Regions from separate parts of the Mus musculus genome. Here region 1 is linked to region 2. Evidence: chromatin contacts called from public HiChIP or PLAC-seq data. All regions are on one chromosome and are shown on one strand. Each heading gives the region's core, a stretch centred on a gene start, on an enhancer-like site or on the middle of the called end of the contact. The rest is flanking DNA. Distances are from core to core; before and after follow the strand shown. Region 1 holds the start of Gkn1 (gastrokine 1). Region 2 overlaps Antxr1 (anthrax toxin receptor 1).

Region 1 (3,180 bases), core at 148-2,647, 110 kb after region 2:
TGAAGAAAACATAAAATTAGTGCATGGCACAGTGTAATGAAAGCCCTGAAAAGGTTTTTTTCCTTAGTCTGGAACGTGTTCTTCCTAGCAGAAGGAATCCTGTTTTTATTGTCTTAGTAGGTTAAGCATTTCTACTATATTTATTTTCAATGCAAGAGAGTTAAAATCGGTCTCTTAAAAAGCCAGATGTGAGCCAGACATGGTGGCGCACGCCTTTAATCCCAGCGCTCAGGAGGCAGAAGCAGGCGGATTTCTGAGTTCGAGGCCAGCCTGGTCTACAAAGTGAGTTCCAGGACAGCCAGGGCTACACAGAGAAACCCTGTCTTGAAAAACAAAACAAAACAACCCAAAAAGCCAAATGTGGAGGGAGTTTTTGAGCATGATGTTATCTCCTGTAAATGAGGCAGCTAAAGGACTGTAAAGGACCCTAGACCAGTAGTTCTCCACCTGTGGGTTGTGACCCCTTTAAAGGTCAAACAACCGTTTCTTAGGTTATCTGGTATCTTGCATATCAGATATTTACATTACAACTCATAATGGTAGCAAAATTACAGTTATGCAGTAGCAATGAAAGTAATTTTATGGCTGGGAGTCACGACAACGTGAGGAACTGTATTAAAGGGTCACAGCATTAGGAAGGTCGAGAATCACTCCTCTAGACAGAACTAGAAGAGAAACGCAGCCCTCTGGCCTGTGCTTGGAGTTCCCCACCCAACCTGTTCTGAGGTGGACGCTTCTTGGTCATAGTTTACATTTCCAATTCCATAAATTCATATGATTCATAAAGCAGCGCCAATAGAGTATGCTGAAATTGAATATGTGCACTCTGTTTGAGCCTCTGTATCCTAGGACTTCAGTGGGGAAACTGAGATAGCTTCATCCCCAGAGACTTTCTCCAAGAAATGCTTGCACAGGGCCCAAGGACCGTTGTTTTCATGTTAACAGCCAAGAGTGTTGAAGACTAGTTTTGACAACAGTGATCTTCCAGTCTGACCGGAACATGCCCAGAACTGGTAAAAGTGGAAATCATGGATAAGAAAGGAGAAATCAGAAATAAGAAAGAGATCAAGGCTAAGAAAGACTCTTTCTGGAGCCCAGAGACTGCTCGTCTTAAGTAGAACCTTGGAACAGATGGTGTGAAAGACAATTCTACAGTATTCAGCCTGTGACAGGCTCTTCCGGGGCAATTCTTCTTCTCTATGGACATGCTTGTAAACACCATGATTCCATGAAAAGGAAGGAGAATATTTCCACTATGGTAACAGTGCCGTAAGAGTCAGACCCCCTCACCCCTGACTATTAATGTTGTATGGTGCTGCATTGAAAAGGAAGATCTGACTTACTGTGAGCTTCATGGCGGCAGGAGTGTGGTGGAGCAGAGGATCAGGCGGCGTGCTCACAGACATTCAGCCCTCTGCTATTTGTACCTGACCAGCTTTGCTCAAGCTAGGTGTGCTCAGGTGGAGTCCACGGCTTATCTGCTTCCCTCTCCTGTATCTGTGGAGCTGCAGAGGCCCGGAAGCCTTTAGCTGCCTGCTCAGTAGGGCCCTTAGGCAGGAGGCCTCTGACTCATCCTCTGACGAAGGTATCTCAGTAAACTCTACACGGTTTGTGATAAGTTCTGGAATATGGAAGCCATGGGTGTGGGTATTTTACGTATTGCTGCTGCTCAGATTCAGGAGAAGAGTAATCCCTAAACCAAACATGGCCTTAGATGAGATCTGTGTGTACACCTGCCCTTCCTGGTACTGGCTCCTATGGGAATGCGGGAATGGTTTCTTCTCCTTCCCTTTACCCAGTCCTATTGTAAGCTTTCTCCAGCTCCTTCCACCCTTATTTCCCCCTCTCTATGCTTCTTGACCATGCTCAAGTCATACTGAAAACTTTTTAACAAAACCAGTGGTTGGGGGATGATGTTCTTAGCTGTGAAAGGAACTCCAAGGAAGGAAACTGGCCCTTGCACCCTGGCCAGATGTTTCCTTGAGGAATTGTCTGGCCTCGAAGCCAGTGCAGCTTTCCAGCCATGTCACTAGCAGCTGGCACCAAAGCCATCTCCCATCATTCATTCCTGGGTTTCTCAGTGGGTTAGAGCTCTGGGGGCTGTTGGCAGCACCATCTTGCCATCTACATATCTAGCAACTAAACCTTGCCCTTACATCTCACCAACAGCTCTCCACTCCAGCCTTGGTCAAGGCACTTCCTGATGGACTTTTACCAGAGTTGTAGGACCAAGCCTGCCTTATCCCAGGACTCAGATATTTCAATGAATGTCCTCCATTTTTCCCAGGGTTCTCCCCTAGAATATGGAAAATAAGTAAACATTAATTTCCGGAGCGTAGAAACATTCACTGGCAGTCCATGAGAAAAATCTCAAGCTCATTGGAATGGCATCTTGGGATCCTAAAGGGGTTTCCTGTTTCCCCAGCTACCAGCGTCTGAGATGCCCGGCACCTGCCTTCCAGCCACACCAATTTTCCCACACTCTGATTCCATTCAAGGCATCCCATGGGAACTCAGCCTTTCATGCCCCGCTCTTCTCCTGGACTGTTAGTTGGCAATGTTTTTGGTTTTCTTTTTTTAAGTTCCTCACTGCTTCGGACACCAGACCTTCTTCACTTTCTACGTGGAAACTTCTTTCACTGCCTCTGGGCCCTATCAAGGAACTCTGTCTTCTTATTTGCCTCTAGAACAACAGTTCTCAACCCTCCTGAATGCTGCGACCCTCTAACATAGTGGTGACCACAACCATAACGTTATTTTGTTCCTACTTCCTAACTAATTTTGCTACTGTTATGAATCATAATGTAAATAGCTAAGATGCAGGATATCTGATATGTGACCCCTGTGAAAGGGTCGTTCAACCCCCCCAAAGGGCTCATGGCCCACAGGATGAGAACCACTGCTCTAGATAATGAAAACTTTCAAATATTATATTAAAATAAGGGAAGACTTCTCCTAGGAGAGGAAGCAGAGACTGTCACTTGGCAAAATAAGTAAACGTTTAAAATAGTTTTGAAGGAGAACTGACTGACACTTATTATTTTTTAACCTGTTCTCTTCTACAACTGAAGCTGGTGGTTCAAATCTAATAAAGGGGGAAACTGTGTTTTATAAATCACTGATCCACAGATTTCCACTCTGAAAAGCTCCTTGAACCCACAACCTTCCTCTTCTCCATGG
Region 2 (3,499 bases), core at 147-2,646:
AGAACCTTATGTTCCCTTCCTTTCTTTGAAGATTGTGATTTTTTACAATCCTGCAAGAAATGTAAACAAACCCTCACCAGGCGCTCTCAGTTAACCCGCAGTGAGAGTCTGGTGCCATGTCACTTACTGCGTGACAGAACCAAGGGTGGGTACACGTCACGTCCCGGAGAGGAGCAGTTGTAAAGTTGAGAAATGGCCTCAATCAAAAGGCAGCAGGCTTGGAAACAGATGTGATTCGCAGATCTGCAGGGGTCCTGAGCCCTTGCAAAGGCTGCCCTCCTCTGGGCAGAGCCTCTGCTCATTATGTCCCTGCACTTATCGGATATTTTTTTTTTTTAAAGATCACTTTGTGGCATTACCTCCTCCACAGACAGTTTATGGCTCTTTCTGGCCCCCTCCTCTCTGAAATCTTACAGACTTTACACCTGATTCAGGCAACCCGTTCTCTCTGAATACATCCGTGTGTGGGCATGACAGAGCCCAGAGGATACCCGCTGGTGCCATTTCTCAGGTGCTGTCTGCTTCACTCTTTTTGAAAGTGCTTCTCATCCGAGGCACCTGGAACTCTCTAAGTAGGCCAAGCTGGCTGGTGAGTGAGCCAAGGATCTGCCTGTCCCAATCTCTGCACACTGGAGTGTGCACTACCATGCCTGGCTATTTTTTTAGGTGGGTTGAGATCAAACTCAGGCACTGACGGAGTGAGCTATCTCCAGCCTCCCTGTTCTTTAGACATCCTTCAGCCTGGTGGGCCCCTTCCGTCAACAGCAACTTTGCAGATTGTTAACAGGACACTGGATATTCAGTAGCTGTTTAAGAAAATTGGTTGAACAACTTCCCGAATTTTGTCCTCTTTGGGTAAAACATGATAGACTTGTAAAATACCTATTTAAAGGAAGATAATCTTCAATGAAAGCTCCTCAAGGCCCTAAACTGGACTTGCTTTGTACTGAACCAAATCAGAGACGGCTCTCATCCCGAGGCTATAGTCTGGGAAGGAAAGGGTGCAGGCCGGGCAGCCCAGCCTGCGTGTGTTGGAAACCCTGGGGAAAGGGGGTTGAGTATTGACACTCTCTATAGCCAGGCAGCTCTGCAACCTTTACCCTGAGTATAGGAATCTTTTCGTGCTTAAGTGGAAAAAAATCTCTGTCTTGTAAATCTGCATGGAATTTCTACTTCTGGCCAGGGCAGCAGTTTTTCACCGTGGCTCTTGGACACACTTGGGACACACTTGTCCACATGGGCACTGAATAAAGTGAGAAAAGTCTTAGCTTCATATTTTAAAATGAGTTTTGCTTCCAGGTGATGGGCTGGGCAGGCTGGGACTGGCACAGACAGGACTAACCCTTTGCTTAGGCCCCGGGGAGCCTTTCTAATCTAAAAACCACATCCTCTGGACAAACACTAGCCTGAGACTTCAAGTCACCTCTGGATGACCACGCCTTCCACCTTCCACAGAACCTCTGCTTTGCCCCAGGAAGTTTCAGTGTTTAATTAGAGTTTCTGCTTGGGACCTGACGGGGAGTAGAGCTCTGTGTTTGAGCTGGGAGGGTTTTTTTGCCATCTTCTTTGTCTCCTAACCACTGAAGTGTGGCTGAGTGATAGTGTGTATACCATGGTTGTGTCTTTTCATCAGGGTCCCTCCGTTACTCTGGGACCCAGGTTAGGGGACCTGATTCTCTAGAGAGAATCAGTTAGTTCAAACTGTATGTGTAACTGAGGTTGACATTGAATTGAAGATCCTACTGCCTAAGCCTCCAATGGGCTGGGCTTACAGGCATGCACTGTCACATCCAGCTCCCTCAAAAGTTTTGTTTAAGCCTCCATTATAAAACACTTATTGAGTGCTGATTAACTGCCAGGCCTTCTGCATGGTGCAGAGAGCATTTGTGTAATGCTCCTACTAGTGCCAGCAAAGCAAACTCTTAGTGTCTTCTTTTTCTTGGTTAGGAAAGAGAAGTACAGGAGAGATGAATAACCCAGACATGGCTATACAAACAGTAACCAGCAAAGTGATGTCCTAATTTCTCCTCACCCCCAGGTCTCCTCCTCTTCCTGATTTCTTCCTGCCAACTTGTGGTCATGCCATCCACAAGCTCTGGCCTTTGGGGATGTCTCAAGTTCTATATCCAATGTTTTAGGAGACTCCTCAGCCACTGGTTCAACACAGAACCTTTTTCCATAGCCAAGCTGCTCCTATCATTTGCCATCTGCCCACAGAGTGAGCTTTCAAATGCAAGTTAGATCTTGCAGCTCTCCTCCTCCAAAGCCCACGTGCTCACATCCTCCATCCTCGGCCACCCCACTGACTGTGGCTTCCTCATCTAGCCCACAGCTACCCTTCTCACTCCACCTCAGATGCCTCGGGGTCTTAACATTAGGGATTTGGGGTTTGGAAACTTCCACCCTCCTCACCCCTTCTATGGTCCCATAGCTAACTTCCTCACTATCCAGGGCTCTACTCAGATGACCCCTGTTTACACTGGAGCCCACTCACTGAGGTACCAAACCCTCTCATTTAGTTTTTCCCTATCACATAGATTATTTTTTAATACAGTGCAGAATCATTCCTTATGTTTACTGTTCACTCTGTAGCCTCCATCCTCTGTCTACTGGTGCGTCCTAAGTGCCCAGGAGGGAATATCTTGTGATCAATGACTTTGTTAAGTAGGTGAATGAATGGGCTTGTATATCAATTCTTAGGGTGGCAATAATTTTCTTATAGACTAATAGAATAAATATTCTGTAATTTCTTATAGAATAATAGAATAATGTCAAGTGTAAAGGAATGTATTGGGAGATGATTTTAATCAAGAGTCTGTTGAACAGGAGACTTGGTATCATAATCAGACAGAGGTCATTTGAGGAGGAAATGGAGGCTGGAGTGAGATACAGTGGGAATTACTTAAACTCTGCAGCACGTTGGTTGGTAAGGCTACCCTTTCCTCTTCAGAGACACCAATTTATGTTTGTAGCCTTGTATTTTCATATCCCAAGCTTGGTCCAAAGACTGTTCACTTTCCAACCTCCCTTGCCCTTATGGACCCAAGAGTAGTAACTTTTTGTCTATGGTGTGGTCAGACATTCGGGTCCACGCTGCTGGAGCACTAGGAGACTGGAAGGACTCTAGACCCAAGGTCTTAGGTTTGGGTATGTTAATCATTTCCTGTAGGTTGACTGGTTCTAAAAGAGTCAGCTCCCAAGTTCCAGTAGAAGGCATTTTGCTGCCCCCGCACAGCTATCAAATTTGGTAGTGTAATGCTCAGATAGCCAGAAAGGATGGTTGACCAGATGTCCGAGCAAAGACCATTTCTAAGTAGTGACACTCCTCTATGACAACCTTAGTCATTTTGGTCAAGTGAACATTTCCCTTCGTCTAGTCCAGTTACACCGGCTTATTACCACACAGGATGGAGAATGCTTATAAGGAGGTATTAGGAAGGAAAGGCACGTCCACCATGAAACTTGGCTTCCTGTGCATTTATAGCGTAAAACAGTTTTG

Evidence for each region. HiChIP or PLAC-seq counts read pairs in DNA pulled down with a chosen protein or histone mark.
Region 1: an HNF4G HiChIP or PLAC-seq map of pancreatic cancer cells shows a contact between it and region 2. The contact joins the promoter of Gkn1 here to the enhancer-like site in region 2. A contact is called at or near these places in 5 of 39 promoter capture datasets (the 3T3-L1 cell line, the HPC-7 cell line, embryonic stem cells and 2 more), 1 of 115 datasets of contacts at active chromatin or transcription factors (pancreatic cancer cells) and 1 of 9 other capture datasets (adipose tissue).

Annotation. Positions count from the first base shown.
Region 1 is chr6:87,349,518-87,352,697 of GRCm38.p6, forward strand. Gkn1 (gastrokine 1) reads right to left here and starts at 1,398. Exons shown (of 6, transcript NM_025466.1): 1 at 1,344-1,398. The coding sequence starts at 1,355.
Region 2 is chr6:87,236,080-87,239,578 of GRCm38.p6, forward strand. All of the region lies in intron 12 of Antxr1 (anthrax toxin receptor 1), which reads right to left. All of the region lies in intron 3 of Gm38851 (a long non-coding RNA gene), which reads left to right. Among named protein-coding and RNA genes, the nearest start is that of Gm38851, 15 kb to the left of the region's middle. Within about 2 kb of position 1,397, at least 21 of the 459 cell types and tissues checked have an H3K27ac peak or open chromatin away from gene starts, as enhancers often do. A contact at or near this core is called in pancreatic cancer cells, where this site is marked.